6 separate regions of the Mus musculus genome follow, and all the other regions are linked to region 1. The links are chromatin contacts, called in public ChIA-PET, HiChIP or PLAC-seq and promoter capture Hi-C maps. All regions are on one chromosome and are shown on one strand. Each heading gives the region's core, a stretch centred on a gene start, on an enhancer-like site or on the middle of the called end of the contact. The rest is flanking DNA. Distances are from core to core; before and after follow the strand shown.

Region 1 (4,970 bases), core at 969-3,468:
TTTTGAAACAAAGTCTCTTAAGACTGGAATTTGAGCCGGGCGTGGTGGCACACGCCTTTAATCCCAGCACTTGGGAGGCAGAGGCAGGTGGATTTCTGAGTTCGAGGCCAGCCTGGTCTACAAAGTGAAAGACTGGAATTTGCCCTATCTAGCTGCTGTGAGTCCCTGTCCTCCTAGCTCTACCTCCCCAGTGTGCGGATTATAGGTGCACACCATGTGGGTGCTGGGGATTCGAACTGACCTCCTTCCACAGCACTTTAGCAGCTGAGTCATCCCCTAGCCCCAGCATGTTTTCTTAAATGACTGTAGTCATGGGCATTGGCTTTTTTTTTTTTTTTTTTGGTATGTTTGCTTGATTTTGAGATTGAGTTTTATATAACCCCAGATTGGCTCAAATTCCTTATACCAGGATAACCTTCACTTTGAACTGTTGATTCTCCTGCATCCACAACAAACAACAAAATACTGGGAGAGGTACATAGGACACCACACTAGGAACACACACACTTTGTGTCTGTATGAATGTGTTTGTATGTATATATATATTTGGTTCTTTTTTGAGACAGGGTCTCTCTATGGAGCCATGGCTGTCCTGAAACTTGCCTTGTAGATCAGGCTGGCTTCCAACTTACAGAGATCCTCCTGTCTCTGCTTCCTGAGTACTAGAACTAAAATTGTGCATCACCATACTCCGCTAAAAGAGGTGGGTTTTTTTGTTTGTTTTTTTGTTTTGTTTTTTTTTTTTTTTGTTTTGTTTTGAGACAGGGTTTCTCTGTATAGCCCAGGCTGTCCTGGAACTCACTTTGTAGACCAGGCTGGCCTCGAACTCAGAAATCCACCTGCCTCTGCCTCCTGAGTGCTGGGATTAAAGGCGTTCGCCACCATACCTAGCTGAGTTTTCTGGCTTTTTTTTTTGTTGTTGTTGTTTTGTTTTTTTTTTCTTTTTGTTTTTTTTTTTTAATTTTTTTTTCATTTTTTCTCTCTTCTTTTTTTCTTTTTTCTTCTTTGAGTTTTCTGTTTTTTAAAAAGATTTTAATTAACGTGTGTGTGTGTGTGTGTGTGTTGGTTTTGAGTTGTCTTACACGGGTGCTGGAAAACTGTCCTCTGCAAGACCAAGCAGAACTTGCTCTTAATTTCTGAACCCCCTCTTGCGCTCTTGCTCTCTCTCTGTCAATATCTAGAGAGGTTGTTAAAGTATAGCTCAAGCTGGCCTCTATCTAACTCAGGCTCATGATTTCCTGCCTCAGCCTCTTGTGTTGGGTGGGATTACAGAATACAGGTGTGACCCATCACTACCAGGTCACTTGTTAGATCCTCAATAACAATTACAGTCTGTTCTAGCTAAAGTCCTAGACTAGATCGGGGGTGACTGAAGATGGTGTGTGTGTATGTGTTTTAAAAAACTGTTTCTAAACCCACGCTAAGATTTACCTCTTTCCTACATAGACTACTTTACTTTGTTGCTTTTAGACTGGGTTTCACTGTGTAACCCTGACTAACCCAGAATGTACTAGGTAGACCAGGCTGGCCTAGAACTCGGATCTACCTGCCTCTGCTTCCTGATTACTGGCCAACTTGCTTCTTTTATACTGAAAAAGATCTTTTACTCTAAGTCTACAAAGCCCTTTGAAGTTCTTTTTCTTCCATCACAAATATGGCTTATATGAAAGTCTTTAACTGCCGTTCCCAAACTAACCATCAGTACCGCACAAACGCAGGTACATAGTGATTATGCTGCGAAGTTTATCCCTGAGTCCCACGAGGAGTCCAACTAAGGTGTGTGTAGGAATGAGATGTTCTCCACTTTGGAGCAAAGTTTCAGTTTGGCAGTATTAGTGGGAGGCTGCTGTTCTGGAGGTGGGAAGAGGGAAGGACTGCGCGGAGCTCTTCTCCCCAGGATTTCCGGGACTGACTAGCACGCACCTGACGCCCGCGTAGCGAAGGCGAGCTGAGGGTGGGACTGGACCAAGCCTAGCACTCCGGGCCACTCGGGCCACTCGGGCCACTCCGCCCAGCTTTAAGTATTCGCGCACTCCCGAGAGGACGCCCGCGCGCCCGCGCCCGCGCGCGCATACTGTCCTGTCTCGCGCAGGGTCGGGCCTGTCAGGCAAGAACTCTCGCGAGATCTGAGGCTGAGATGTCTGTCGGGAGGAGGGGAGTGGTGTCGGGAAGGGGGGGGGGAGAGAACCTGGGCAGCGGCCGAGCTCTGTGGCTTCAGGGCTTGGAAGGAGAGAGGGAGGGTGGCGAAGAGAGTGAGCCGGTGCCGCCGCCCGCTTGAGGAGAGAGGAGGGGTCCCACTCGCCTTGCGCCCTTCGCGGGCTGAGAGCGCGGAGCAGTCGCGAACCTCCCAGGCCTCTCGGCCCCCGGGGACCCCGCCCCGCGGCCCGACGGCCCGCGGCCTCTCTTCTCTTTGTGAGCGCCCCCTTCCCAGGGGTGGTAGTGGTGGCGGAGGGGTGCGCGTGGGCCCGCCCGCCAAGGGGCCGCGGCGGGGGACCGACAGGGCCTCGGCTGGGAGGACCGGAGGCGGCCGAGGCCCCGGTCCGGTTCCCCCGAGGCGGCGGCGGCGGCGACTCCCGGCACTTCCCCCGCGCCATCTTAACTGAGCCGGAGCGTTAAGGGCGCCTCCTCGACCCCGGTCGTCCCCTCGTCCCCCCCTCCCTCCCCCCGGCCCCTTGTCGTAGAGCCTGGGCTGGGTGGCTGGGGGGGGGGCGGCGGTCTGTCGCCGGGCCCCCTCCTCCTCACTCCTCGCTCTCCAGCGCTGCGGCCACCGGAGCGCTCCAGGGGTCTGCGCCCGTCTGCTCTGCCCCAGACCTGCCGGCGAAGGGGTAAGGGCACCTCTGCTTTGGGAAAGGAAGACATGGAGGGGGCGGGGAGATTGTGCCCACTCAGGCCTCTCCGGGTGAAAGAAGAGATCGGGGATAGAGTGGGGGAGGGAGACAGGGAGGGTCTGTGAATCTGTGGGTGGGGTGAAGAAACTGGTGAGCTGGGCGCCCTCCTGTTTTGAGGGGCCAGAGCAATTGCATTCCTTTTTCCTAAGGGTCACCGGAAGAGGTGGTGGAAGGGGATGTTTCTAAGAAGGTGTGGCTCTAGTTAGGGAGATTTGAGTTGACGTGCACCCCGATTTAAAGGCGCGAGGTCCCTTTCTGGTCTCTGCTCCCGCTCCTCCTCCTTTGTAGCGTCTGTATTCTTGGGAATGGAGAATGCTCTGGACAGCCAACTGGATGATTTCCACTCCTCCCCAAGGAAGTCTGTACCTTTCTAATGTAAGGGGTGATGGAAGCATCCCCCCCCCCCATCTTCTAGTCTACTGCAGTGCTGCAGGAGTACAAGTCAGTTTCTTCGTACACATACCCATGCATACACAGAAGTGGGGGTGGGGGGCTGGAGCAATGGCGCTTCCCTTGGAGAGCTTAGTTTTTTTTTCCCTTTGCTTTTTAAATCGATGACAGTACTGTTCGGATATTCCCCTGAGATATGTCCATGGGAAGTATGTCCGCTCTTGTTACTGTTGGGATATGGCCTCGTGTTAGAACAGTTTTGATGTCTCTCTTACTCTGTTTTGAGAGAGGGGAGAATTCCTGGATGAACTGTTAAAGGGTCCCCTTTGGCTTTTGTAGTTCTTTGAGAATTATTAGAAATTATTACATTGAAACTCATATAATCAGACGTTTGCCTCGGGCTGTGACTTTTTAAGGTTAATAATATTTTGCATGACATTGATACAGAAAGTCTCTGAAAATTGTTACAAACTTTCATGTAGCAGATATTCCTTCTTAAGGAAATGTAAGGTGATGCACCCAATTCTGTTATGATCTGTGTTCTGTACTCATTTTTTTCTTTTTTGCTTCATGTCATCCTAATTTTAAAAGAAACCATCTTGTCTTGGCAGTAGTACTTGTTGATTTTTGTGGTTAGTAGAAGCAGAAATAACAGTTTTAGCATTCTGGTAAGTGCCTTTTGAAACAAAAACTTAGCCTTCAAGTCCTGAAGAAGTCTTGATATATACTTTTTACTTTTTCTCTCATCTTTAGCAGACTCTTGAAGTATAATCCTCCCGGATTTATAGGTAGGGACTCTGTATTCATACTGCCTTGAACTTAGCAGTTCTGCCTCTCACCCTCTTTTGTGCTGGAATTACAGGTGAAGTCTCCACACCTGGGTCCATTTTTTTTTAAATTGTTTAGATTTACTAGTGAAGTGTTTTAAAACTGTTCTATATGTGAATATTAGCAGTAATAAAGATTGCTAAACTATGCTAATTATCTTGATATTTTATTAACATCAAATTTTGTGTCTAGCTTTACTTAATATGTTATTTTAAAATTATGAATACAAGTATTAAAGATATAGCAGTACTGCTAGGCATTGACTTAAGTTCTTTCTTTCTCATGTAGCCCAGGCTAGTGTAACTGTTGGTTGCTGAGGATGACTGTAAACTCCTGATAACTCTGTCTCCAACCTCCCAAGTGCTAGAATTACAGGTGTGTGCCTTCATATTCCAGTTTAAACTTTTTTTTTTTTTTTTGAAACAGCATCTCACTATACTGTGTATTCAGTGCTGAGTGAGTTCTCTGGCTGGCCTGCAACTTGGTATGTAGGCCAGGTTGGCCTCAAATTCACAAGAAATCTGCCTGTCTCTGCTGTGTGCTGGGATTAAATGTGTGGGCCACTATGCCTGTCCTAAATTCTTTTTTTTTTTTTTAATTCCATAGTATTTAGGAAAGCTGCATTATGTTTTTCTCAAAACATGGACATTTCTGCTTTATTCTTTTGAATAAATTCATTTGAATCTGTCTCTCTTTTGGGGGGGGATGGTGTTGGGGAAACAAGATCTTATGTAGTCCAGATTGTCTTCAAATACTGCATAGCTGAGGTTATCCCTGAACTGACTCTCCTGTCTCACCTCTGCGGCAGTGAGGCAGGTTCTTCTATGCAGTCTTAGCTGGCCTTGAACTTGTGGCAGTTCTGCC
Region 2 (4,970 bases), core at 1,618-4,117, 720 kb before region 1:
AAAAGAAAGGAAAAAAAAAAAGAGAATCAAGTGAGAAACTGCTAACCCAGGGACAATTCAGCAAGATGCCACACATAAATTGGGCAAAGAACCCAAAGCTGCACCAAGTGATGGCATCTGAGCTTACTCACTGTGAGCCAGAAACTAATGCCAGCCACAGCAGCACATATCTGTAATCCCTACACTCAAGAGGCTGAGGCAGAAGAATGGACACAAGTCTGAAGCCAGCTAGAGATATACAGGAGACACTGTCTCAATAAAAGAACAAGCAAACAAAAAGTGAACTAGAAGAAAGAAATAAAATTATAAGTAACTTTTGTAAAAAGCACTAGCTATGGAAATGTAGAGTGAAGCCTAGAGATTTAAGGAATGCTCAGATAGTTTAGATGGCTTTAATATTGCACTTACTTTTTATTGAGACAGGGTTTCACTATGAGCCCCGGCTAGCCTGGAACTTGCAACGTAGACCAGGTTGGCCTGGAACTCAGAGATCCACCTGCCTCTGCCTCCTGAGATCTGGGATTGAAAGAATGCACCACCATACTCCACCAGACAGGTGGCTAAAGTGATTTAAAGAGTGAGCTAGAAAGGAATCGTTCTAAACACCAGGGGCTGCTGCTTCAAAAAACAAAGGGTGCTTGAAGGAGTGCCGGGGAAGCTGTGTCCTGTTAGCAGCTGCTGCTGAGAAGCAAGCGAGGGAATTATAAAAGGTCCTTGATGACTCTCAAATTGTTATTTTAATTCTAGAACCAAAGATCACATTCTAACATCAAAAAAAAAAAAAAAAAATTGCATACACTAGCAAGCCTTTGTTGCAAGGACGGTGATATAGCTGTCCCTTGTGAGACTAGGCCGGGGCCTAGCAAACACAGAAGTGGATGCTCACAGTCAACTATTGGATGGATCACAGGGCCCCCAATGGAGGAGCTAGAGAAAGTATCCAAGGAGCTAAAGAGATCTGCAACCCTATCGGAGGAACAACATTATGAACTAACCAGTACCCCAGAGCTCTTGACTCTAGCTGCATATGTATCAAAAGATGACCTAGTCGGCCATCACTGGAAAGAGAGGCCCATTGGTCAGGCAAACGTTATATGCCCCAGTACAGGGGAATGCCAGGGCCAAAAAATGGGAATGGGCGGGTAGGGGAGTAGGGGGGGGGTACTTTTGGGATAGCATTGGAAATGTAATTGAAGAAAATACGTAATTTAAAATAAAAAAAAAAAAAGAACACATGAAACCGAAATAAAACCTAAATCATTTAGTAAAAAAAAAAAAAAAATACTGATGAAAAAACAAAACTGAACATGAGATTATGCATCCAATAAAGATCAGAGTCCTTGCCAGGTGTGGTGCAAGTCTGGTCTACACAGCAAGACCCAGGACAGCCAGGGCTACCCAAAGAAACCCTGTCTCAAAAAGCCAGAAACACCCAACCTCAAAAATCACATTGCCCAAGCCCTTCTGCACCTTTTTCTACTCCCCGGCAGGTGAGAATGGAGTTCAGGCTCTCCCGTGACTCCACCACGAGACCAAACCTCCTGCCTTACAGTATTTTGCTAGTTTCTTTCTTTCTGATGTTAACTATAAACATCTTTAAAATATTACCAATTTATTATTCACCCTCAAGTTCTTGGTACCTAACAAAGTGCCTAACAATACAGTGTGTGATGTTAAAATGACAAAGGTCTGAATACACATCCGATGTAACTTCAAACTCCCGTTTTCTTTCAGCTACAACCTGCTTTCCCTATGCACTGATGGGTATCAATTGCTAAGGATAAGGTGGCATAATTTACCGTATGACATAAATCACTGTCATAAGGACAGGCACTGTACTTTAGACTAACACAAACCCCCAAGTGAACATTCCAAAGGAGATCTCTTTTCTTAGGATTTGGGGGAAGCAGGCGGATGGCTCTTGATACCAAGCCTGATGACCTGAGTTGGATCCCCAAGACCAGGACCCATATGGTGGGAGGAGAAATGACTTTCGCAAGTGATCCTCTGACCTCCACAAGATGCTCCACAGCACAGACATCCACACAAACATACATGTGCGCGCGCACACTAAGTAAATGTAATAAAACATTTTAAAGTAAGTTATGAGTCGCCCTCGCCCCTCCTATGCATTCCAACTCTGGGTTTTGGGCCTGGCTCAGATGGAAAAAGCAGCCCTGACACCTCTTCATGGGAACTCACATTTCAGAGGGATCTCTCGCTCATGCACAACGGTGAAAGGTAGCTTCTCTTGGTCGTCCAGGGGCACAGAGTCCCGAGTAAACACAACTGTGACTGGCACCATGAGCCGGAGCTGCGCGAGGGATGAGGGGCATCGGGGTCTTTAGCAATGTCTGCACCTTACAGCTGGGCTGCCCCCCGGTCCCCCAGCCCCGGTTCTCCCCACCCAGTCTCACCAGCAGAGCATTCAGCCCACTGATGTCTGAGTAAGGCAATGGGGCCCGGTAAGTCTCCGTCGTCTTCCACCAGAGCGGCAGTCCCAGAAGGATGGCCACCGCGGCGAAGAAAAGCGCGGAACGCTTGCCCCGGACCACCTCTGAGGGCACAGAGGGCCGACTAAGACGCGGGAACTAGGGTGCGATGCCCGCCACACCGGGATCGTGGAGGAGTGCGGGCGGCCGGGAACCCCGAGCAAGCCGCTCCCGCGTGGCGGACCCCCAACCCCAGGCTGGAGGGAGCTGTCAGGCTTCTCGCGCCCCACCCACACATTCTGCCCGCGAGACCTCCCCACTGCGCCCTCCACCTGAAATCCACCGCACCTAGGTCCGTGGCCGCAGCTCCTGCGGCCGCCATGGTCCCTTCCGGCTGCCCAGGTCGCCGATGGGGCGGGGCCTCATGAGCTTTCTCCAATCGGAAACTCCAGAATGAGGGGGCGGGACCACGGTGCGCGACCGCTGCCAATCACGAGCAACACTGCTGACGCACGCCAGTGCGCAGGCGGAGCCCGTGAGAGGGTACGCGCTCGGCTACACTTTCAATCTGACCCTGGCTTTTCATTGAGTGCACCTGGTACTGTTTAGCTCTACAACGCCAGTTTAGAGAAGGCGATAATCTCCATGTAGCCCAGGCTGGCCTCGGACTCTGGGCCCTCTCCAATGCAGGGGATTACATGCACCACCACGTTCAGCGGAAGGGGAATATTTACTTAAATGAAGTCGAGCTTATCAAGAACCTGACTCCCGAAAAGTTTTCTAATGTCATTTCTTTTTTTTTTTTTTCTTCTTTTAAAGATTTATTTATTTATTATATGTGAGTACACTGTAGCTGTCTTCAGACGTACCAGAAGAGGGCATCAGATCTCTGTTACAGGTGGTTGTGAGCCACCATGTGGTTGCTGGGATTTGAACTTCGGACCTTTGGAAGAGCAGTCGGGTGCTCTTACCCCCTGCGCCATCTCACCAGCCCCTAATGTCATTTCTAACATAGGTCTTTTCTTCAGAGCACCAGCTCTTCAAAGCTTAAAGATAAAACTGACAAAACGGTAACTTTTTAGCATGGTTGGCTACTATGTGATTAATTTTATTTTAGTTAATGTTGAGACAGATCTCCCTATACGATCCAGAGGGTTAAAGTGATCCTGTCCCTAATGTCTGATACCTCAGCCTCCCAACTAGCCGAGACTATAGACTAGGATTTAAAAATCGATTCCAATTCGAGCGATTGAGGATGCTTCATTGAAAAATTCCTGAGCACAGCCTCTATATAGTAATGCCTGCTGTTCGAATCCTAAATAGCCTCTCAGCCTCTCTTTGAAGCCTGTTTCCTCCTATGAAAAGTACAATGGTACCTACTTTACAGAGCTGTGTTAATGCATATAATAATGGTTAGAAGAACAGTGCCTGGCAGAAGCATATGGAAATTGCTGAGTTAGCTGCTTTGATTATAAGGTCAGGCCACACAGAGCAGAACATCAATGACTTTTCCAGTGCACATCTGTCTAGTGTCACCCTACCTCACACTCTAGCCCAGGGGTAATCATTCACCACAAAGCCCTATCAGTTCTAACAAGTCCAGAACCCTCCGATGAATCCCTTCTCTACATGGAAGTGGGTCATAGCCCTTGGCAAGCTTCTAGACACTCAGCTCTGTAGCCCCGAGGCTTGGAAGGTTTCCTTATTGGAAAAGACCTAAGTGCACATTCTTCAGAGATGGAGGAGAACTGGCCCACTCTGATCCCTGCTTGTCCCCTTTGAGCCTTGCACAAAATGGAGTTTCTCATCCTGCTGGATCCTTTAATGTGTCAGTCCCTGGAAGACCTGTACCCTCCTCTCCACCCCCAGGCCCTCTAACAACAACTCCAGCTTTGGAAATCAGCAGGTAGGAGCCTGAGCTAGGGATGGTGAGCCAGGTGAACCCTTCCTCCACAAAACTTGAAGCTCAGGAAAACTCAGATCTCACCTCACCACCACCACCACAATCAGAGGGGCTCTGAGATAGGATCAGCAAGAGGTCGCACACATGGAGGTAGACTTTGGTATGTGCAACAGACAGACAGACAGAGCGGTGTGCTGTGTTTTGCTCTCATTTATTTGCTATGTACTCAGAGCATAAGGAGCACGAGTCAGGGCTGGAGTTCACGTCCCCCTGATCCCAAGAGAGAAAATTAGCAAGCAGAGCCCAAGGACAAACTATACCATCAAGGGTAACTGTAAGGGCTGGTGGAGACAGGAAAAAGGTCCACATGTTCTGTTCTGACTTCTAGAAAGTCCCCCCATCTTCAAACATGGGAGGGCATCTCTACCCTCCCATCCTGTGGTCTCGGGTACAGCAATGTAAGGCATGTGAGATGTGAGATGACTTGGCGCTGGATAAAGATATCTCTGTTCTGCATAGCTATTTGGCCCTGGCTGTGACTATAGGCAAAATGGGATGTGCATTGCTAGGCCAAGGGCTGTGGGTAGAGTCAGCGTGCCTCAGTAGGCATGGTTGGCGATGTAGAGGGACTGTGC
Region 3 (4,970 bases), core at 1,302-3,801, 610 kb after region 1:
TTTTAGAACGCTGTTTTGTCTAAGGAAGCATTTTTCTTGGAACTGACCCCTGGAAGACAAGCTTTAGCTGTACTCAGGTAGGAATAAGCAGGTGTTTTGTCAAATGTGGGTTTCCTACCGGTGCCTCATTGGCCAGACACAAAAACCTCAGAGGGAGGGGCCAACCTGGAGATTAGCAGAGAAATCAGTAAGTGTATGCTCAGCTAGCAGGGCTCACTCAGGAAGTCCAGAACTCCACCCACTAGCGGGGCATGGTTTAGGCACAGAACATAGAGGAGTCTGAGTGTGCAGAGCCTCTGCCCTTGGCCGAAATACAAGAGGATCCCAGGAGGACTCCATCTTAGAGCAGTGGTCCTGGCCCGTAGGTATTTTGCACCATGATTATATTTTGTGTTTTGTTTTATTTCAAAGAGGGCTGTTAGAACCTTAGCCACAAGAGCTTGAACATTGTTTCCAAGGTCCCTCTATTTCCTCTTACTCAAAGCCTTGGTTCATGAGCCCCAGAGGACCTCCAGTGTTACTGAAAACAGCTAACGCCCTATTTGCCTTCCCAGCATGAAATGACTGCACAATAACCCACCTGGCCATTGGCATTTTAAGAATTAAGTCTGTCAAAGCAGTAATCCAAAGTAAAACTCAGCTTCCTCCGACTGCCTTGTGTGTCCAAACGGTGCTACTCAGCAAGTACAACCTAGAGATGGCTGTGAACTGGCTTTATTTCCAGAACTACCCGTGTTTCTCTTGGGTGTGGGCACCCAGAGTATTTTGTAAGCCTGCCACAGAGCCCAACCCATGTCCCTAAACTCCACAGTCACCACCCATCAGGGAAATTCTTCCACATGCACCCCACACACACACTGCTCCCCAATCCAAGTTCCATCAAAATGCTCATAGGATTCTAAAATTTCCCAAAACATCGTGGATTCCATTAAGATATTAATATATCCCCCTTTTCACCCTGGGGATATATATTTGTTACATATCATCCATATAGAAATATATAATATGGTTTTTTTTTTCTTTAACTGGAAACTGAAACAGACTTGAGTCTTGAGTGCCCAGGCTGGGAATTCCCACTCTGAAATGTGGCCAACCGAGTGTCATGAATCCCAGGTTTACTGAGGAGGAGTTTCAGCTTGCTCTTGTTCAGGCTTAGTAAGGAAAGCTCCATACCCAAATGAACAAGCTGCTTGGGGGTGGTCGGCTTTGTTTTGCTTTGGAAATGGGTCTTGTGTAAGCTAGCCTTGACTTAGCTAAGAAGCTGAAGACAACCTTGAACGCCTGAACAGTACAAGTATGCCTTAGCACACAGGGCAGAGTCAGTCTTTCTTTCTCTCTTCTTACCATGCAAAGTCTCTACAAGGCTCCAACCCAGGAGATTTCAGAGATTAACTGCCAGGCTAGGTCCCTACTTTTCATGTAGCTTAGTGGTACGATGTCTGCTCCGGGTACAAAAGACCCTGGATTCAAGCCTCACAGCTGCCCAAAACAAGTAAGATATTGCCTGCACTGCAGAAGAACCCGCCCATCAGCCTTTTCTGGAGCAGTACCTCTCGCTGGGGACCAGGGTGGGAGAAGGAAGCTATCCACAGCTCCACGAAAAAGTGAAGGGCCATAGTCAGAGCTGTTTCCCCCTCCATGTCCATCCAACAGCCTCCAACGCTGTCTTGGCTCTCTATTACTTTTAAACAAACCCCAGTGTTGTTGTTTTCTCAGACATGTTTCCCATGTAACTGAAAACACATTAAATATTTGATTTCTCCCCTTACTACGATGAGAGCTAGCAGGTCCATAAATAATCCATTGACCTGGTTCATTTTTTCTGGACAAAAAAAAATGATCATAAAAATACATACACACCCTTCAAATTCTTGAGCACTCTTAACTAAAAAGAATAATTCAATATGCAACACACACACAAACGCGAAAAAAAAAAAATCTCGGGCCACCAACCAGCCTTTTAGAAACACCCCCGCCTCCAGCAACTGTTGGTTACACACTTTAGTATAGCACAGCCCACTGGTACTTCCATAAATTCTGAATGGCCTGTGAGCTGTCTGAGTCGGCTCGCGCTCCGCAGTGAGACCATTCGAGCGCACAGAGAGAGGCTTGACCCTCTTAAGTGTCTCTCAAAGGTTTCTCTGGTTATTTGGGCATTTGTGTCTGCCAGCGTCTTTGCATAAAGCCACCTACCAGCCCTTGTCTCAAAAGTAAAGCCCAAGCACGGAATCACGGCTGGAAACTACAGCAACTTTTGCCAAAAAGCGAGGCTGCGCTGGGCCAGCTCTGGGTCTCCAGGGTTTCCATCGGGTCCCTCGAAAGGACCCTGCGCGGTGCAGACAAAGGCACCCGAAATCCAGGCAGTCAAGCGCGGGGACCGAGGGCTTCTAGAAAGAAGCGTGGGTTAGAGACAAAAAAGAAAAGAAAAAAAAGAGAGAAAAAAAGAATAAGAAGAAAGGGAAAGCGACCCACCTGCGGGAGGCGCGGCGGCGGGTCCCGGGCTGCGGAGGCGGCTCGACCCTCGCGCCCTCGAGGCACCGGCGCGGCCGCTGGAGTGGCGCCGCCCGCCGCGCTATTTGTACTTGCGGCCCCTCACATGGTCTGATCTCTAGATAGCCGCCGCCAAAGAGCTCCGCAAGAATTTTTGCGTCACTTTGAGACCGAAGAACTTTGTTTCTCTGCTACCGCAGCTGGAGGGGGGGGGGGGAGGGGCGGGGTCCACGCTCCCTGTCCGGTGGGAGGGCGGCAGAGCCCCCCACTCATTCCTGCACATACAGCAGCCAGGGCGCAGGGCCGGGCAGGGCAGGGCAGGGCGAAGGATCTGACTCTTCTGCTTTTGGACTAGTGTGGCTGGAGGATGCTGTACAAAACGAGGTTCACTTCTGCCCTTACCAAATCTGCCCTAAATTACGTTAAGGTCCTGCTCCGTGTCACTCCCTAAGAGCATTCTTTCTTGACCACAGCCGATTGCGGACCGTCTTTCCAAGGACTCCTGACTTTGTCTGGGTTCTCTAGGTGGAATGCGAGCTTAGTCGGGAACCTCCCCATCCCGATAGCAGCCTACAATAAGCACCCCCGGGAGGATCTGAGAGTGCTACTTAGCCACAGGAGGAAAATTTTGCAGAGAACATCGGTGTTGGTCCGCGGACCCGCCTGTGCCTGTGGGGTTGGGCACTGGACAAACTACCAGCCTTTCAAGCCGCTCAGTATTTCGACAGGAGCACTGTTTTCAAGTCTATATAGATTGTTTTGTTCACACACACACACACACACGCACACGCACACGCACACACACACACAGCTTAAAAATGAATTTAATGTTATCACATTCTTTTTTTCACCAAAATTACGGGAGCTTTTTTTTTTTTTTTTTTAAAGAGCAGATATGTTACTTATTTTGGACTGTGTCTGAGGCAGAGAAGTCAGGACCCGGGCCGGCCAGCCTGTCTCTTCTCATCCGGCCAAGCGAGTGAGGGAGAGCTAGAAAAGAGGTAGTAATGGCGAGTTCGGTGTCTGCGAGAAAGCCCCGGCGCCCCTTTGTTCCAGAGGGGCTCGAGCCCAGACATCAGAAGCCGCAGCTGGGCTGCGCTGGCACCAGGAAGGGCTGGTTGGTTCACTGTCCGCAGGTGTGGGCGGTTCCCGGCCGCAGGGATCACCAGTACGAGGCTTTGGTGCCACCTAGGCTCCAGGGCCGGGAATGCAAGGAGCGGCCCTAGCGATGTGGGGGAGCGGACTGGCTGGGGGAGCTGACCTTAGGCAGGCCTGGCCATTCCATGACCCGGAGAACCCCAGGGTCCCAGGGTCCTCACTGGGCCCCTCCCTTTCAATGAACACACGTGTCTGCTGTCTCCCTTCCGTGCCTGTAACTCCTGTGCAGACACAAGGCTGCCCAAGAACAAGTTTGTTCTGAGGAGGGGTCCAGGCAGACAGAGGAGCAGGGCGGACTTGAGCATCAGCTAAGACTCCCGTCTCCAATCTGACCGTCCCCATGCGGATTCAGTCTTACCGGCTCACTGCCGACCTTCCCAGGGCCTTGCTCCTCCTGCCCGGTTGCCTCCCCTTACTTAGTAGTACTGCCACATTGTGAGCGCTGAGTATTGGTGACATTTCTCTGAACAGGATGAGATAGATAGAGGCTCAAACCCTCTGCTTGTGGGTTGGACGAGACTCTTAACCACAGTGTCCTAGGCCTTGTCTTGGAGAATGATAGCACTGGTCCGGTCAGACTGGTGTGTGTGGGTGTGGAGAGGCTCTCGGCAGATGCTTCACTTCAGCTGAGACTAGCCTCAGGTGGTCTCATCTCTTATTCCCTGCTGAGGACTGTTAACAGCTGCCCAAACCATGCCCACACCTCATTCCCCACAGCCCCCTGGCCAGAGTGCATACTTAGCCTCCCTCCAACTATTTTTTTTTCCTCTTGCCCTGGAGGCAATTCTGGAGGAGCAACTTAGCCCAGTCTGTCCCACAGTCCCTTCAGCAGACCTGGTCCCTCTGCCTGCAGAGCTGTTTGGCAATGCCGCCCTGCCTTCCCACACATCCTGCCTTCCTTCCCGTTTCTGACACTTGGTAGGGACACAGGGAGGAAATGCAAGACAGACACCCACAAAGGCGTTGCACTGGGCTAGGGAACGCTGCTACAGAGCCGGCAGAAGGGCTGAGGAGACTTGGATGGAGGGGAGGTTTGCCAGGCATTCTTCACTCGCTAGCTCCATCCCAGAGACACGGAAGCCCAGCTGCCACACGCGGCCAGCCTCCACGGCAACAGACACACATTAAATGCACACACACATGCCGCCACCACCATCACCACGAAGACTAGCTGGATTCCCAAAACCCAACGACGGCCAGGACAAAGCCTTGTGAATGCCAGCAGCTCCCTCCGGAAGCTCTCGGTGCCATCTGTCTGTCTGCCTGTGTTCTGTTTACACCGTGACAGAAGAGGAAGCTCTCCCTTCCTTGTGGGCTTCTTC
Region 4 (4,970 bases), core at 1,275-3,774, 590 kb before region 1:
TTTTCTCATGCCCTTAGGAGCCAGGACCTAGGCCCTTCCCTCACCGAGCGTTCTTGCCACCTCTCATGACCATCTGTCTCCCCTGCCTCTCTCTCTCTCTCCCATGTTTTATCTGCTCAACTCTGGGAAAATGCTGTTGCTCATAATGGCACACAGCTGTAATCCCAGAACTCGGTGTGCTGACACAGGGCTAGCTTGGGCTACACAGCAAGGCCTTGCAGCAGACTAACCCCAGTACTGTCCAAGTGGAATTGTGTGTTGTATGTGCCTATGGACCTGCTGCCATAGTTCTAGAACTGTGACATTCCTGCATTTACTTATATGCTCAGAGCCATGGAACTTGCTCAGTCATTGTTGGTTGACTGAGTGTATACATTCAATGTCCCTTGGAAATACATAAATGCCAGGTTCAAACCTGGGTACTGTGTTTTATCTTTTTATATATTTATTTTCGAGACTATCTCACAAAGCCATAGGCTGGCCTAGAATTCCTCATATAGCCCAAGGCTGGCCTTGAATTTATGGTAAATCCTGCCTTAGCCTCCCAAGTACAGGAATGACTGACATGAGCCATTCTGCTTACTTTATTTATTTTGACTGGGGCTGTTTTGGAGGAAGTGTCTAGGAGTCAGCTCCAGGGCCTCACACACGCTAAGCAAGCACTCTTACATGTAAGCTGGAAGCCCAGCTCCTAGCACTCCTGTGAGCTGTAATGGGGGAGATAATCTCCCAGGATATACACTTTCACAATGCTGGACCCTACGGTGGGCTTTTAAAGTATGACTTTGATTCTAAATTGTTTATTGAGGGACCCTGACCCAGAGTGACTAAGTAATTTGCTCAGGATGAAAGGTGACAGCAGAGGCAGAAAAGCTGGTCTTCTTGGCTCCCAAGCCAGTGTGCCTTGCTGGCTAAGGAGACACATATCCTAAGCTAAGTACCCTATGCCACAGCTCCAAGGCCAAGCCCTGAAACTAGATTCAGCTCCTGCCTTATCCAGTTGTCACCCCCAAAACATTTGCTTTTAATCCCCACCTTGCGGATTCCTCACTTCTGATTTCCTTTCTTTGATCTTGATGCAGGGCCTCCCCTGTGGCGCTCAAATCCTAAAGCTATTCCAGTAAAGGCCTGTGCCTAGGCCAGGCTCAAACTGCACTGGACTCCTTTCCTCCTGTCACTCTAGCAGGCTTTATGCAAGGCTGAAGCCTGTTTGCCTTCCACTAATACTCCTAATAGATGTTGACAACATCAGCTGTTTGGGAGGGAAAACAGGAAGGATCAACGAGAAGTGGGATTTGGAGAGATAGTCTGCCTCTTTGTCCAAAGAGGACAGAGGGGAGCGGTGATCAAGGCAGTCGGTCCAGAGCTCCTGTGGCAGAATGAAGATGGTAATAGCTTGAAAGGAAGAGAAAAGCATGTGGTCTCTTCGTTGGGACAGGTAGCAGGGACCTAACTCAAAATGCACATTTATTTGTAGAGGATCCTCCTTATCCTGCAAAACCCCTCCCTTCCTTTGAGGCCCAGAGGACAGGCACTAGAGCAGCCAAAAGAATGTGTGTGGAGGGACAAAAAAAAAAAAAAAAAAGCCGGTCAGTGGTGGCGCATGCCTTTAGTCCCAGCACTTGGGAGGCAGAGGCAGGGGGGATTTCTGAGTTCAAGGCCAGCCTGGTCTACAGAGTGAGTTCCAGGACAGCCAAGACTATACAGAGAAACCATGTCCCGAAAAAAAACGAAAAAACAAAACAAAACAAAACAAAAGGTGTGTGGAGGGAAGAAAGAAAGAAAAAGGAAGAGAGAGCGAGAGCGAGAGAGCGCGAGAGAGCGAGCGAGAGAGCGAGAGAGCGAGAGAGCGAGAGAGCGAGAGAGAGAGAGAGAGAGAGAAAGAGAGCGAGCGAGAGAGCGAGAGAGCGAGAGCGAGAGAGAGAGAGAGAGAGAGAGAGAGAGAGAGAGGAGAGTGCAAGAGAGGCCAGTGAGCCCTGTTCTGGGAAATGTCTCCTAGCTAGGCACTTGGAGGTGATTATGATGTCACTTGTGGAATACTCAGACGCTTTCCCACCCTCAAGGTCAATGGAACTGGCCGCCCAGCCCTGGAGCCCAGATGAGCATTGGGCCAAGGGTTCTACCGAACCCTAGCGCCTTTGGGGCGGTAGCCCAGGCCAGAGGTTGCAGCCTAATGCTCAAGAGCTGAGCCTGGGTCGGGAGGAAGCCAAGTCAAGCAAACTTCCAGAGCCACGCCCAGCCACGCCCCCATCCTTCTGCCCCGCCCCTTACCAGTTCTCTCGGTTCTCTCAATTTTGCGGCCAGACCTTTCCTCAGTCCATCTTTTAACCGTTATTGTCGTCCTGACCCACATCGCTGTCAGCCCAGTTCTTCCACAGGACCCTACCTCGCAGAGTTCAACGTTGAACCTCAGCTTGGTCGAGCCCTCGGCCCAGCTGTAAGCTCCAGTCCAGCCCCTAGCTCCGCCTCATGCTTGCCCAACCCCCCGCCCGCCTCCCCCCCTCAGGTCTTCCAGCCCGGGTCTAAGCGTCAGTCGGGTTCTTCATCCGGGATCTCCAGCTCCTTCCAGTCCCTTCGTCACACCCTTAACGCCAGTACGGGCTTTTACCTTTACCTTACAGACCCAGCACTCAGTCCCATACTTAGCACCTTGCTGGTCCCTGCTTCTAGAAAACTCTAGCCCAGAGCCCCGCCCACAACAGTTGCTGGCCCCGCCCCTTCCAAATTCAAGCTCTAGCACCAGGACCGCCACGCCTTCTGGAGGTTAGCCAGGGACCAATCTTCATGAACGTATGTCCTTGCAGGTATCCTGGCTTTGCGTCTCCTTGGTGACAAGTCCCTCCTCCACTGTGTATAGTACACCCTAAAGCCCCCTAACCCCGGATCGCCAGACCCATCCCCCTCAGATCTACCCTTCAGATTTCCTCCCAATCCCTAGGCCCCACAGTGCCCTATTTTCCTGTTGAGAAAGTAAGGTGACTTACATTCGTGGTAACTCCATCCCAGTAGGAAACCTTCACGTTGCTCAAACACAGCGTCCACACTTCACTCGTATATCACACACGATGACGCCAAAAGTCTACACAGATCTAACATAAGAAGTACATGTGTGCGGGGTGGTGGTGGCGCACGCCTTTAATCCCAGCAACTCGGGAGGCAGAGGCAGGCTGATTTCTGAGTTCGAGGCCAGCCTGGTCTACAGAGAGAGTTCCAGGACAGCCAGGGCTACACAGAGAAACCCAGTCTCGAAAAACAAAAACAAAACAAAACAAAAAAGTATATGTGCAACTGTCCTATACATGCACCTCATGGGACTACACATTCGGGCAGGCCCCTGGGAGAACTGAGTATTGAGGTGACTTCTCACATGCACACTGGGTTAACCAACTCTGTACAAGACGATGTGAATGAATGAGAGCTGCTTCACAGATATCCCTCACGTCACATCTCTCAGTTTACCTCCAATCAGCTTCCAAAGCCAGAATAGGTGTACCTCAAAAAGCAGAGGATAGGCTGGCCATGGTGATGTTTGCCTTTAATCCACACACTTGCAGGTAGATCTCTGAGTTCGAGGCCAGCTTGATTTTCATCGTGAGCTCCAGGAGAGCCAAGATCAGGACTCAAAAAAAAAAAAGAGGGGGGGGGGTAGGGGAGAAAGCCGGATGTGGTGGCATGGGCCTGTGTGCCTTTGTTGGGAGGCAGAGGCAGGCAGATCTCTGAGTTTCAGGTCACCTGGGGCTGACCATGAAACCCTGTTTCAAAAATAAATAAATATAACCCCCTAGTAGTAAGGGTGGATTACTTCCTTAGAGTTGCTGGTCAGGGAAGCCTCTAGAACAATAGGGCTATTTACCACTGCTGTCAGCAACATTCCAAAACTGAATGGTAAGACCCTGTTGTTAATGATGTCATATGTGTTGGTTACAGGACTTGGGACTGAGCCAGAAGTGTCTGTACCAGTGGCCTGGCTCCTGTAGTACAGAAAGTGCAGTGAAGGATTTCTGGGGAGGATCATAACCCAAAGTCCTATTCAGAATTCTGAGTGTTTCATGATAGAAAGGTCACACAGCCGGTTCTGCAGGGAGATCAAACATTCTCCCCTTCAGGAAAGTTCCTTAAGCTCAGGAAGTAAACAACTCAAAGGCTTCAGGAAATCCCTGAAACTGAGCAGGTGTACTAGACCCCTTCTCCCCCAAGCATATTTAAGCAGTCAGGACTGCTTGAGAGACACTCTCAGACAAGCTGAGCTGGCTGGAAGCCCCTCTGATCTGCCCAGTTGTCCGCAGGCTGTGCAGTGTGCTCCTCATTTCCAGCTTTCATAAACTGTCACTCATACTGGAGTGGCTTTCGGTGATGCAGCCGTCTTTGAGTCATTTCTGCTTCTGTACGCAGCCCCTCACCCATATCCCTGTAAGTAACCCAATTAAACTCATTGCTTCTCCAAGTTGGACTTAGATATGTATCCTTTAGTCTACCATCAGTTCTCTATCTGGGACAAATAGATTGTCTCTCTAGGGACACAGTCACACAATACTTAGGTACATGGTAATTTTGAGGTCAGGCTGGCCTACAAGAGACCCTACCTCAAGAAGAAAGGGAGAGGGAGACAGAGAGGAAAGAAAACAGCAAGGAAAGGGTAGTTACTCAGATTTTAACCCAGAGAATCTAGAAGATATAGTTAGTCTCCAAAACCTGATCTCTGAGACGTCAGCCAGTGTGAGCCCTGTTTTAGGAGCCAGGAATGAACAGAATCCCCATAGGGGCTCCAATCCCCAAATCGCTACATGCCCCCACTACACCTATTATCTCTAGTAAGGACTCCAGCCTAGAAAATGCTAATAACGGGGCTGGAGAGATGGCTCAGCGGTTAAGAGCACTGATTACTCTTCCAAAGGTCCTGAGTTCAATTCCCAGCAACCACATGGTGGCTCACAACCATCTGTAATGGGATCTGATGCCCTCTTCTGGTG
Region 5 (4,970 bases), core at 1,541-4,040, 570 kb before region 1:
TCGATGTGGCCAAAGTCAATACCCTGATAAGGTGAGTTGGGCCAGGCAGAGATCAGAAAGCTTGTGGGCCTTTACTTAAGCTCTGTGCAAATGATGGAAAACTCAATGTTTGGAAAAGAATGACACCAACAAAGGAACCACTGATGCTGAGGAGGGATATGGGAAGGGTGTGGGAAGGGCAGGGGTTGTGAGCATCTAACTCTGAGGCTTCCTTCTCCACACAGGCCCGACGGAGAGAAGAAGGCGTATGTTCGCTTGGCTCCTGATTATGATGCCCTAGATGTTGCCAACAAGGTAAGCATAATCATTTCTCTGTTTAGATGCTGCATCAACAGCAAATCTGACTGCACTCTCTAACAAGCCCCGCCCTCCCTGTCCTGTCCTCCCAGCACACTTAACCTTAAGGAATTCAGCTCCAGTAACTCAGCTCCGTTTTGTTTTGTTTTTCAGATTGGGATCATCTAAACTGAGTCCAGATGGCTAATTCTAAATATATACTTTTTTCACCATAAATAATGCTGCTTGTCATTTGTCGCTTTCTAGTTGGGCTGGGGACAAGGCCATGCTGCGGGGTGGGTGCTGGGATCAAACCCAGGGCTTTCTCAGCTCTGAGCAATTAAGACTTGATTTGCTTAACCCAATGGGGACACATGATGATGCAGTCCCCATGCTAGCTCAGTACCAGGGTCATTTATTATAGACAGGTGTTGGTTCTCCTGGGACACTGCTCCATCACAGGCTCAAAGGACAAGCTTTACAAGAATTCCTTCCCTGCTACAGGCTGGTGTGAAACCAATACCAGGGTTTGGAAGAGCAGAGGGGTTATTTTAGAATTGTCAGCATCCATTTCAGGGCAGTATGGGTTGGCAGGCTTTTGGACAGTGTCTTGTCCTCACCCATTTAGCCATGCCCAACCGGTTGGTCTGCTTCCCTCAACCCTTGCCCAAGAACAGGACTTCAGAGAGCTTTCATTAGTGTTTTCAATAGTGTGGGTGTAAGCTTAAGGTGGAAAGGCTGGCCCCAGAATACACCCAAGCTTGGGGCAGAGTACTAGTTTATGTTACAGAGCAATTGGCTGTGCTTGCCATCCCTTTTACAAGTCCTGGGTTCTACTTTCTCACTCAGTCAAGAATTTGTCTTTTTGTTGGCGCCTGGGTGCACGTTCAGGGCAGAAATCAGAGCGGAGGAGGCGAGAAAAGTAGATGATTATCATCAAGTCCAGCATGAGCAGGATGGCCAACAAGAATGTGCCCAGGGTCCTCTGGCCAGCATACTGTAGGAAGAACTTGGTGAGGTAGGCCTGAGGGGCCAATCGGAAGAGGAAGTACATGACCAAGTTGATATACTTGTTGACCTTGTAGAGGAGGAGATCCTGAGCATTGTTTATCTTCATCATCATCCTTAAGGTGAGGAAGATGTTGCTGACCTCTACCAGTAGTGTTAAGACGCCACCACCAACAAATCTTTTCCAAAAGATACCAGAGAAGAAGGCGCCCATAGCCTAGGGGACAAGTGACAGAACAAGGGCCCATGAAAACAGGTCATATCAGTCGGAAGCTGAGGAACACCAACTTTACTGCTAAGGTTTCTTTATTCACTAGCGTTAGACTTTGTCCACGAGGGTCTAACTCTGTATGACATCCTGGTCTGTTTACCTAGATAGTAGATAGGCCTAGGCACTCTGCTGTCCCCAGAAGGTGTTTAAACATTGAGAGAGTCTTAGGCAACTTAGAAGTCAGACGCTGCTGGGTTAAGATGGCCTCCCTCCCTGGCTCCAGGGGTTGTGAAGATTTTGCCTGTGTCATTTCACCGGGTTCTCCCTTACCATGACATGATGAACAAGGTATTCCCAAGAAGCTCGAGTTTGCTTGCTAACCACAATGTCCACTGTGTCGTGGATAAAGTATCCTAGTGGAGAGGTAGGGAAAGAGGAAAAGACTGAACACTTTGAAATTATCTTCCAATCTAATCTTAACCTTCTTGGGCATAACCTACCTGCAGAGAAGCAAACAAGCAAATAGCCAGAAGCTGACCACGCTGTTTCAATCTCCACCAGCATTTCAGGGGTTTGCCATAAGCTGGAATAGAGAAAAGGGATGTTCTCGCGGTTGTAGCCTCCCGGAGGACCCTCGCCTCCCCCAACAGTCTTGCCAGTCCCAGGGTGCTCTGTGCGCCTACTATTGGCTGGTTGAAGAGTAAGGAGGGACTTGGCCAAAGCCCAGGTACCTTGGGTTTCCCACAGCCGTTCTTGGTTGGGTAGTTTTCCAAACGGAATCAGGTGAGATCCTTGGCGTCTGTTCACCCGTGATGGGAATAGCAAGAGGGAGCCCAGTCCGAGCACCCCGCGAAAGATCCCACGGCCATCTCATTTACCCCGGGTTGTTCACTCACCACAGCAGTGCCCAGATCCCTGATACAATGGAGTGGGTGAAAGAGACGAGTAGGTTGTGCCAACGCCAGGTGCGCAGGGGGTCGGTTTGCACGTGTGCAGGCTGGGGCAGGCGACAGAGCACGCGCCGGAGTGCCCGGAAGGTCAGCGTGGCGCCCAGGAGCAGCGGCCAGGCGGGGTGGAACAGTAGGGGCATGCTGACCCTTCCTGCCGTCTGTCTGTCCGCCCCTTAAGCCGTCTCCTCCGACAGTTCTGGGAACACCGTTCCTTCTCTGGCCAGCGCGCCACGATCGTTTCTGCCGCGGGCCGCCAGCCCCACAGTTTCGCGGAGCCCTCAAGGCCCCTTCGCTCCTCCCCGCGTTCCCAGTGAGGCCTCTGCCCGCCCCTGCCGCCCTCGCCCCCGCCCCGCCCCGCCGCCTGCCCCCGCCCCTCGGGCGCCTCTGCCGCGAGGAGGGCGCGAGGCCGGTGTCCCCCAGGGCCCCGCCCGGAATCGGCCGACTTCGAGCGCGAAGGGGCTGTCCTCGCCATCGTTGCCGAGGCACCCTGTCTGGCGCCTCCCGACATCCGAAGGCGTCCTCGGCCGCCCTCGTGCGTACGGCCCCACTAGCCCACTTCCCGACTTTCTCTGCCGCCACCAGCTCCTACACCCTGGGCAGGTTCTGCGAGAACGCTCCTCTCTCAACTCTTTCAGGGCAGAGCTGGGCGGGACCGTCGCACAGACCGGGCTGCTGAACGCTAAACCCGGGGGCTCAGGAGCGCCGCCTCAGACCACGGCTCCGCCCAGACTCGATTCCTCTCTTGGACCGGGATCGACGTGTTTACCTGCTTCTCCCGCGCCCCGCACGAGTGGTGCTTAGGAACTGTTGAGTCACCCACCATCACCACACTTCTCCCCATCGTTCTTGGGCTCCTGGAACACAGCGGTTGTCACAGTCCTCCCTCAGACAGTCCCAACCCTCTTCTGGCTCCTTGGAGGCTGGGGCGGGGAAGGCTGCCGATTTGCCCAGACAGCTGGGGTGACCCTCTCTCCAGGGCAGCGGCCTGGAGTAGATGCGGCTTCTGGCCACTAGGTGTCAGTCTGTCCTCACTGTGATGCGGGATCCAAGCCCGCCTCCACTCCAGAGAGTAAGGCAGTTGCTCTGCGGAGCGGGATCGGCAGACCAGGAGAAAAGGAGCAACCCAGAGGCGGTGCTGAATGAAGGGAGTGTGCCTTTGGGAGGTGGAAGTGGACAACGAGGGCAAAAAGTGGGGACTAGGAGAACGGTGTTTCAAGATGTTGAGGGGCAAAAGCCCAAGCTCAGACTCCCAGGCACCTATGCCTTTTGGGTATTTGCTGCCTTCCCTGATGGTTCCAGGGTTACACATTAACTCCCAGAGGTCCCCAGGGTCACTCAAGGCCCATTCGGTTACTAAGTGATAGCACGATGTAATGTTTTGTGTGAGCGTTTTACCCCAGCACTCCCTCTTTGCTTCCCCAGCCAACTCCGGCCTGAGCCAGTGACCACAGGTTCCCTCCACGTAGGCTAGTTTGGGGCGGGGCAGGGACAAAAAATAAACAACCCTTCTCTCGCCCACTGAGAAATAGGAACGTTGTTAGCTAAGGACCACCTCCTGAATACTGACATTTTATAACTCCCTTAGAGCTGCAGGCGTCATGAAGAAGTCAGGATTTCATTCATCCTGGTCGAAACCCTAGCAGCGATACCAACCAGCCCACTATTTCTGGACAGAAGCATAGAACCTTCTCTGGGTTTCCCCCTACCGCGACGCTATAAGTTTTGAGTAAAGCTCCGAGTCCCCCTACGGCAGCGTTTTGTGCGGATTCTGAGAAACCGAGAGCACTGTGCTCAGTAGTTGTTACAACCAAGAGACCACGTCATGTACTCTTCAGGTGAATCAGTTTGTCCAACTGGGGTTTTCCCGGTCCCTCCCTCGGCAAACACCAAATAACGCCGCTCCTCTCCCCACACAGACCGGCTCGGTTTTGGTGGTTTATACTTTACGTGCCAATCATGAGAATCCCTTTATCTTTCTGAGGTAGTGCCAACTCGTCCCGGACAGTGGGGACTGTATCGATCTTCGCATTCCACTCGCATTAGACCTCTGAAAGAACAATCTTGTTTTTTTGCCGGGCAACATAAGTGGGCGCCTTATCGCTCCAGTCTAACTACCTATGCCCAAGTCACGCGTGTGCGATGTGGCTGGTACGGTTCTGAGCACTGAGGGACTCGTCAAGAAACCCAGAACGACTATTCTCTGATCCCTCGTTGGGGAAACACGACTTAGCCTCTAGGTTGAGTTCAAAGTCAGAGAAAGACGCCGGACTCGACAGACGCCCCCGTTTCGCCGGCTCCGCCCTGCAAAAGTTTTACAGCAAGGAGGAGGAGCTCCCAGATGGGAGGGTCCGCGCACGCGCCGCACCGGGATTCCAGAAGCGTAACTGAGAAATGAGATGGAGAAGTACGAGCGGATCCGAGTGGTGGGAAGAGGTGCCTTCGGGTGAGCCAGGGCGCTGGGGAGGAAATGCTAAGGGAGAAATTAGGGCCCTAATTCTGACCAAGAAATCGTGGCCCTGTTGGCT
Region 6 (4,970 bases), core at 1,746-4,245, 530 kb after region 1:
TACAGCTCTTCTCTGGTGGGTGTCCTTGGTAAAATTATAAGCCATGAGGAGTGGGGAGTGAGTTGTATCTCTTCTTTGTGGAGTTTATCTCCGTGTCCTTGGCACAGGGAGCCAGGCAAGTGCCTGGCTAGGTCTTTTTACAATTATTGCATCTCTGGTTGTAAGGTATAGAAACAAAAAGGCTTTTTGCTGGCTATAGAGAACAAAGAGCTTCTTTCTGGCTGTATTTTTAGAGATCAGGGAAAACAAGCTTGGGGGAAACACTTCAAGTCAGGATCTCACATGAGCAGAGAACATATGGGGAAAATGAGAGCAAATGATAGGTGTTTATAACCTGTGATGGTTCTTCTCAGTTGTCAACTTGACTATATCTGGAATGAACTGCAATCCAGAAATGGTGGGCACACTTGTGATCTGGATCTTGAGCCTGGAAGACATAGGCTTTGATCTGAATCTTGAGGTGTGATGTCACAGGCTTTGGATCTGGATTGACACAAGCCTTTAATCCAGATCTTGAGGATACCTTTAATCTGGGCCATATCTTCTGTTGGACCTAGATAAGGACAATGGAAGGAAGCAGTTTATTCTCTATTTGTCCGCTTGCATTCACTTTGCCGGGACATCTGTTGGAGCCTACTTCTTCAGGCTGCAGCTTATTATAGAAGACCAGCTGAGACACCCAGCCTCATGGGACTGAGCCACTACTAGATTCTTGGATTTTCCACTCACAGCTATTGATTGATTGTTAGGTTAGTTGGACTGTAGACTGTAGCCTTCAAGTGAGTGTGTGTGTGTGTGTGTGTGAGTGTGTGTGTGTGTGTGTGTGTGTGTGTGTGAGAGAGAGAGAGAGAGAGAGAGAGAGATTCCATAAGTTCTTTAACACTAGAGAACCCTGACAAATTGGGGCTGGAGAGATGGCTCAGCTATTAAGAGCACTGACTACTCTTCCAAAGGTCCTGAGTTCAATTCCCAGCAACCACATGGTGGCTCACAACCATCTGTAATGGGATCTTTTGGTGTGTCTGAAGAGAAGGACAGTGTACTCACATATATAAAATAAATAATTGTTTAAAAAAGGCATACTATGCTAACATTAATCAAACAGAACTGGTTATACAAAAACAGGAATGAATAGAGTCAATTTTTTTTTTCTTTTGCAGTGCAGGAGTTCAAACCCAGGGCTTTGAGTATGCTAGGTAAGTGTTCTACCTTTGAAACATAAACCCAGATCTCAGTTTCAATTCTTAATTATACCAGAGTTATTGTAACAGGACACCACTATCCCACATGTCCACATGACTTCCAAATATATGGGGGTGGGTGGAGACAGATCAGAGAAACAATTATGCAGCCTTTTTATAGCTGGTTACTATAAGTTGTTAGGACCTGGGTAACATGTTAGGGCCTAGGTAACTGTTACTTGTCTAGCCTGCCATTTTGTGCTGTTACTAAGGAATCTTATATGCTGTCACTGCTGTTGCTAGGATGTTCTGTGCTTCAGTTTCTTGAAAACCAATCACAAGCAATTAGAACTGCTTTGTATAGTTAGCCACGCTAAGCTCGGACCCAAACGTGAGCACATGTATATGGTTTTTACTTTTATAAGCTGCTCCTGGGATGGACCCCAACATAAGAAGCCATTTGGAATAAAACTTCCATTTTGAGCAGGGGTTGAATAAAGTTCCTACCTAAGACATCCCAGGGAATTGACATCCTACTTGGTAGAAAGAGGCATGTACATGGATAACTGATGTCCTGGTTGGCAAGTTAAGACATGAATGTTAGGCAAGTCCTCTGCCACAGTTGAATACCTCAACTAATGAGAACAGGATAAGTGTACAAAAAAAAAAAATGCTTCTGATGAAATTGCCTAACTCTAAATCCTGATTGGTGGAGTAACTTGGCACAGATGTTTGTGGATTTTAGGCTTAAAAGCCCTATAGGATCTTAACTCAATGCCACAGTCAGCTCCTGAGTTTGGTCTGTGGACCTGATTTTTCAGTCTTGGGGTGTGATATTTAATCTCTATTAGACTGAGATTGGTGTCTGAGTGGTTTGTACGGTAATTCCCAGACACCAACACTAGTTCTAATTTTTTTGTTGTTGTTTTTGTTTTTTGAGACAGGGTTTTTCTGTGTAGCCCTGGCTATCCTGGAACTCATTTTTAGACCAGGCTGGCCTCGAACTCAGAAATCTGCCTGCCTCTGCCTCCCAAGTGCTGGGATTAAAGGCATGCGCCACCACGCCCGGCTTTTTAAAAAAAATTTTTATTTTTATTTTTTTGGTTTTTCGAGACAGGGTTTCTCTGTATAGCCCTGGCTGCCAACACTAGTTCTAAATGGTGGATGCACAGATGAAATGTAGCCAGGTTTTGTCTTTTAAAATGGGGTGGCACACTTGTGATGAGTTACTGTCATTTAGAAGGCTGAGGCAAAAGGATATTCTGGACTATAGAGCAAGATGGTCTCAAACAACTGCACTGCTAATATCAGTTCTCGGCGAGGGTGCCTGCATTTCCAGCATTCCGAAAGCTGAGGCAGCAAGATCTTGAGTTCTAGGACAGTCAGGGTTATATTATATAGAAAGGCTTTATTTAAATAAAATAATCAGTTCACATTGAGGTTCTATGGCTTTTCGGTTTTTTTAGTCACTCAGAGCCAGCTACACTGAGCAGCAAAACAAAGCAATAGATGTGTAGGGAGCCGTTTTGAAACTCATTAAATTCAGATAATTGGGGCCCACTCCGACTCGGTCCGGATTCAGCAGGCGTCGCGGTTGGACGTGACTCTAACACTATCTCCAGTGACGAGGCTCGTCCCCGGAGCGCGGTCCACGAGCCTCTCTCTGGACTAGAACTTGGTCATCGCCTCCCCGCCCTGACTTTAAGACTCTGAGCCGAGCCGCATCCTAAGCAAGACACAGCGGTAGGCTCAGCGGCTAAGCGAGTACCGGAACCGGAAGTGCGCGTATACACGTCGGCGTCAGCGTCTCGTCACGTCCGCGTCGACCAGGTCCAGCGGAGACGGGAACAAGATGGCGATCCCGGGCAGGCAGTGAGTGATGGGGAAGTTAGGGTCCGGCTGGGGAGTAAGAAGCCAGGGAGACTGAGTCTTTAGGCCGAGGCGTCTGAGGTCGCCGGAAGTGCAGGGCCACCCCCGCCCCGGTTAAAGGCGGGAGAAGGCGAGGAATTCCGAGCCACTTAGGTTCCCCACCCCCCGTCCGGTACATTTTTCCAGGTTGCAAGCCCGAAGTTTGAGAAACTTGTGAGGAAATAAAGGAAGTTAGGCTGAGGGGCAGAGAGCGAGACTTTTCTATTTTCCAAAAGCTCGGTCTGAGGCCCCTCAGTCTTGCTTCCTACCCCGCGCTTGAGTTTCTCCCGGTTGGATGCGCTCAGGGGCACCGAGAAGAGAAACTCCTGGTTGCCTTTGAGGGCCTCGTTCTCCCTGGCAGATGCTCAGGCAAGACCAGCCTCCCGCCCTCCCTCCTGGGGTTACGAGTGTGGTGCTGAGAAGCCACAGAAAAGAGTAGGCATATAGGAAACTGGTCTTCGCTGCCGGGAAAGACACAGATACGGTTTACCTGCCTGGAAATTTATTCTTGGGCGTGTAAACCTTGCAGTGCCAAGCATGTCCCGTGGCCTTTGCATTTTAAAGCCAAAACCTCGAGAAACGAAACGTATTAAATCTGGTGATGGCCAAACCCAGGCACTATTGCATGTGCCAGCAAGATTTTGCTGAAAGGACCCTGATATAGCTGTCTTGAGTGAGGCTATGCCAGTGCCTGGCAAATACAGAAGTGGATGCTCACAGTCACCTATAGGATGGACCACAGGGCCCCCAATGGAGGCGCTAGAGAAAGTACCCAAGGAGCTGAAGGGGTCTGCAACCCTATAGGTGGAACAACAATATGAACTAACCAGTACCCCACTGGAGCTCGTGTCTCTAGCTGCATATGTAGCAGAAGATAGCCTAGTCGGCCATCATTGGGAAGAGAGGCCCATTGGTTGTGCAAACTTTATATGCCCCAGTACAGGGGAACACCAGGGCCAAGAAGTGGGAGTGGGTGGGCGGGGGGGGGGGTATAGGGAACTTTTGGGATAGCATTTGAAATGTAAATAAAGAAAATATCTAGTTACAAAAAAAATGTGGTGATGGTTTTCAGAGGCGCTGAAGCAAAGCAAACGAGCCCAGTGGACGGATGGGAACTTGCCCCCATGGTGACTTGCTCGCAGACAAAAGCAATTGAGCCAAATAAGTGAATGGGGACTTGCCCGAATCTCTACGTGGGTTTCTTAGTCAATTTTTCAAGATCTTAGCTACTGTGTGGGAAAAAAATCAGAGGACAGTTTAGAACATTTTGGTTTTTAGCAAGTTTGCAAAAACCACTAGCCTGTTTAGGATTCCTGTCACTTCACTATCTAAAACATTGCTGTAGTCTTCATTTTCTCCTTTAGTAAAAATGTTTTGAGTTTGGCCCAGGTAGACAAATAATAATAACAACTATAAAATGACATTAGAATTTTGAGGTCGTTGCAAAGCGGTTAGTCCATTATGTGTTCATAGGTTGTATGACATGTTTTGATTTGGGAAGTTCATAAGGAAGAAGTAGTGGATGTGTTATGTTCTTTAAATGTTTATGTTATTTAAAGATAATGGTGCGATTTCTATTTCAAAAAAAAATTACGCAGGTATGGGCTTATTTTGCCAAAGAAAACACAGCCGTTGCACCGAGTTTTACAGAAACCGTCAGTGTTTGGGAGTGATTCTGATGACGATGAGGTAAGGGGCCCTATGCTTAACTCATGTATTTTAAAAACTGCTTGTGAATTTGTCTTCACCTTTGTTTATCAGTACAGTGGTTCTGGAGTATCTTTACAGACCCTTCAAAAAAAAAAACAACCTTTAAAAAGCACTCAATTGCTATTTTCTGTATGACCAAAGATGACCCCCCCCCCCATAAACTTAGTCATT

Evidence for each region. Promoter capture Hi-C pulls out the DNA fragments that hold promoters and counts their contacts. ChIA-PET counts read pairs in DNA pulled down with a chosen protein or histone mark. HiChIP or PLAC-seq counts read pairs in DNA pulled down with a chosen protein or histone mark. Capture Hi-C pulls out chosen DNA fragments and counts their contacts.
Region 2: an RNA polymerase II ChIA-PET map of memory CD8 T cells shows a contact between it and region 1, with 6 read pairs. The contact joins the promoter of Pigs here to the promoter of Taok1 in region 1. A contact is called at or near these places in 1 of 115 datasets of contacts at active chromatin or transcription factors (memory CD8 T cells) and 1 of 9 other capture datasets (adipose tissue).
Region 3: a promoter capture Hi-C map of liver shows a contact between it and region 1, with 2.3 times the contacts expected there. The contact joins the promoter of Slc6a4 here to the promoter of Taok1 in region 1. A contact is called at or near these places in 5 of 39 promoter capture datasets (the 3T3-L1 cell line, cranial neural crest, liver and 2 more), 1 of 484 Hi-C or Micro-C datasets (B cells) and 7 of 115 datasets of contacts at active chromatin or transcription factors (embryonic forebrain, embryonic stem cells, fetal liver and 4 more).
Region 4: an H3K27ac HiChIP or PLAC-seq map of large pre-B cells shows a contact between it and region 1, with 2.8 times the contacts expected there. The contact joins the promoter of Proca1 here to the promoter of Taok1 in region 1. A contact is called at or near these places in 3 of 39 promoter capture datasets (the HPC-7 cell line, cranial neural crest and pre-B cells) and 3 of 115 datasets of contacts at active chromatin or transcription factors (embryonic stem cells, large pre-B cells and memory CD8 T cells).
Region 5: a promoter capture Hi-C map of pre-B cells shows a contact between it and region 1, with 2.0 times the contacts expected there. The contact joins the promoter of Tlcd1 here to the promoter of Taok1 in region 1. A contact is called at or near these places in 4 of 39 promoter capture datasets (the HPC-7 cell line, cranial neural crest, liver and 1 more), 1 of 484 Hi-C or Micro-C datasets (CD4 T cells), 4 of 115 datasets of contacts at active chromatin or transcription factors (effector CD8 T cells, embryonic stem cells, memory CD8 T cells and 1 more) and 1 of 9 other capture datasets (liver).
Region 6: a promoter capture Hi-C map of liver shows a contact between it and region 1, with 2.4 times the contacts expected there. The contact joins the promoter of Nsrp1 here to the promoter of Taok1 in region 1. A contact is called at or near these places in 7 of 39 promoter capture datasets (the 3T3-L1 cell line, the C10 cell line, cranial neural crest and 4 more), 4 of 484 Hi-C or Micro-C datasets (B cells, embryonic stem cells and natural killer cells), 8 of 115 datasets of contacts at active chromatin or transcription factors (embryonic forebrain, embryonic stem cells, extraembryonic endoderm stem cells and 3 more) and 2 of 9 other capture datasets (adipose tissue and liver).

Annotation. Positions count from the first base shown.
Region 1 is chr11:77,605,063-77,610,032 of GRCm38.p6, reverse strand. Taok1 (TAO kinase 1) reads left to right here and starts at 2,218. Exons shown (of 21, transcript NM_001364134.1): 1 at 2,218-2,825.
Region 2 is chr11:78,326,319-78,331,288 of GRCm38.p6, reverse strand. Pigs (phosphatidylinositol glycan anchor biosynthesis, class S) reads right to left here and starts at 2,867. Exons shown (of 12, transcript NM_201406.1): 1 at 2,781-2,867; 2 at 2,418-2,557; 3 at 2,203-2,314. The coding sequence starts at 2,814. Aldoc (aldolase C, fructose-bisphosphate) reads right to left here. Exons shown (of 9, transcript NM_001303423.1): 9 at 3,508-4,970. The coding sequence ends at 4,935.
Region 3 is chr11:76,996,178-77,001,147 of GRCm38.p6, reverse strand. Slc6a4 (solute carrier family 6 (neurotransmitter transporter, serotonin), member 4) reads right to left here and starts at 2,551. Exons shown (of 14, transcript NM_010484.2): 1 at 2,473-2,551. RefSeq lists cis regulatory regions at 2,645-2,652, 2,846-3,079, 2,629-3,079, 3,557-4,496, 4,574-4,595 and promoters at 2,501-2,845, 2,501-3,079, 2,501-4,706.
Region 4 is chr11:78,192,256-78,197,225 of GRCm38.p6, reverse strand. It overlaps Proca1 (protein interacting with cyclin A1), which reads right to left and starts at 2,524. Exons shown (of 4, transcript NM_001368876.1): 1 at 2,272-2,524. The coding sequence starts at 2,353.
Region 5 is chr11:78,176,478-78,181,447 of GRCm38.p6, reverse strand. It overlaps Tlcd1 (TLC domain containing 1), which reads right to left and starts at 2,790. Exons shown (of 4, transcript NM_026708.2): 1 at 2,392-2,790; 2 at 1,996-2,078; 3 at 1,826-1,908; 4 at 628-1,501. The coding sequence starts at 2,585. The coding sequence ends at 1,118. It overlaps Mir7653 (microRNA 7653), which reads right to left and starts at 2,621; the gene lies at 2,561-2,621. It overlaps Nek8 (NIMA (never in mitosis gene a)-related expressed kinase 8), which reads left to right and starts at 4,782. Exons shown (of 15, transcript NM_080849.3): 1 at 4,782-4,888. The coding sequence starts at 4,842. It overlaps Rpl23a (ribosomal protein L23A), which reads left to right. Exons shown (of 5, transcript NM_207523.2): 3 at 1-31; 4 at 225-294; 5 at 451-513. The coding sequence ends at 465. It also overlaps Snord42a.
Region 6 is chr11:77,076,462-77,081,431 of GRCm38.p6, reverse strand. It overlaps Nsrp1 (nuclear speckle regulatory protein 1), which reads left to right and starts at 2,995. Exons shown (of 7, transcript NM_001012309.2): 1 at 2,995-3,053; 2 at 4,688-4,778. The coding sequence starts at 3,034. Mir423 (microRNA 423) reads left to right here and starts at 3,260; the gene lies at 3,260-3,368.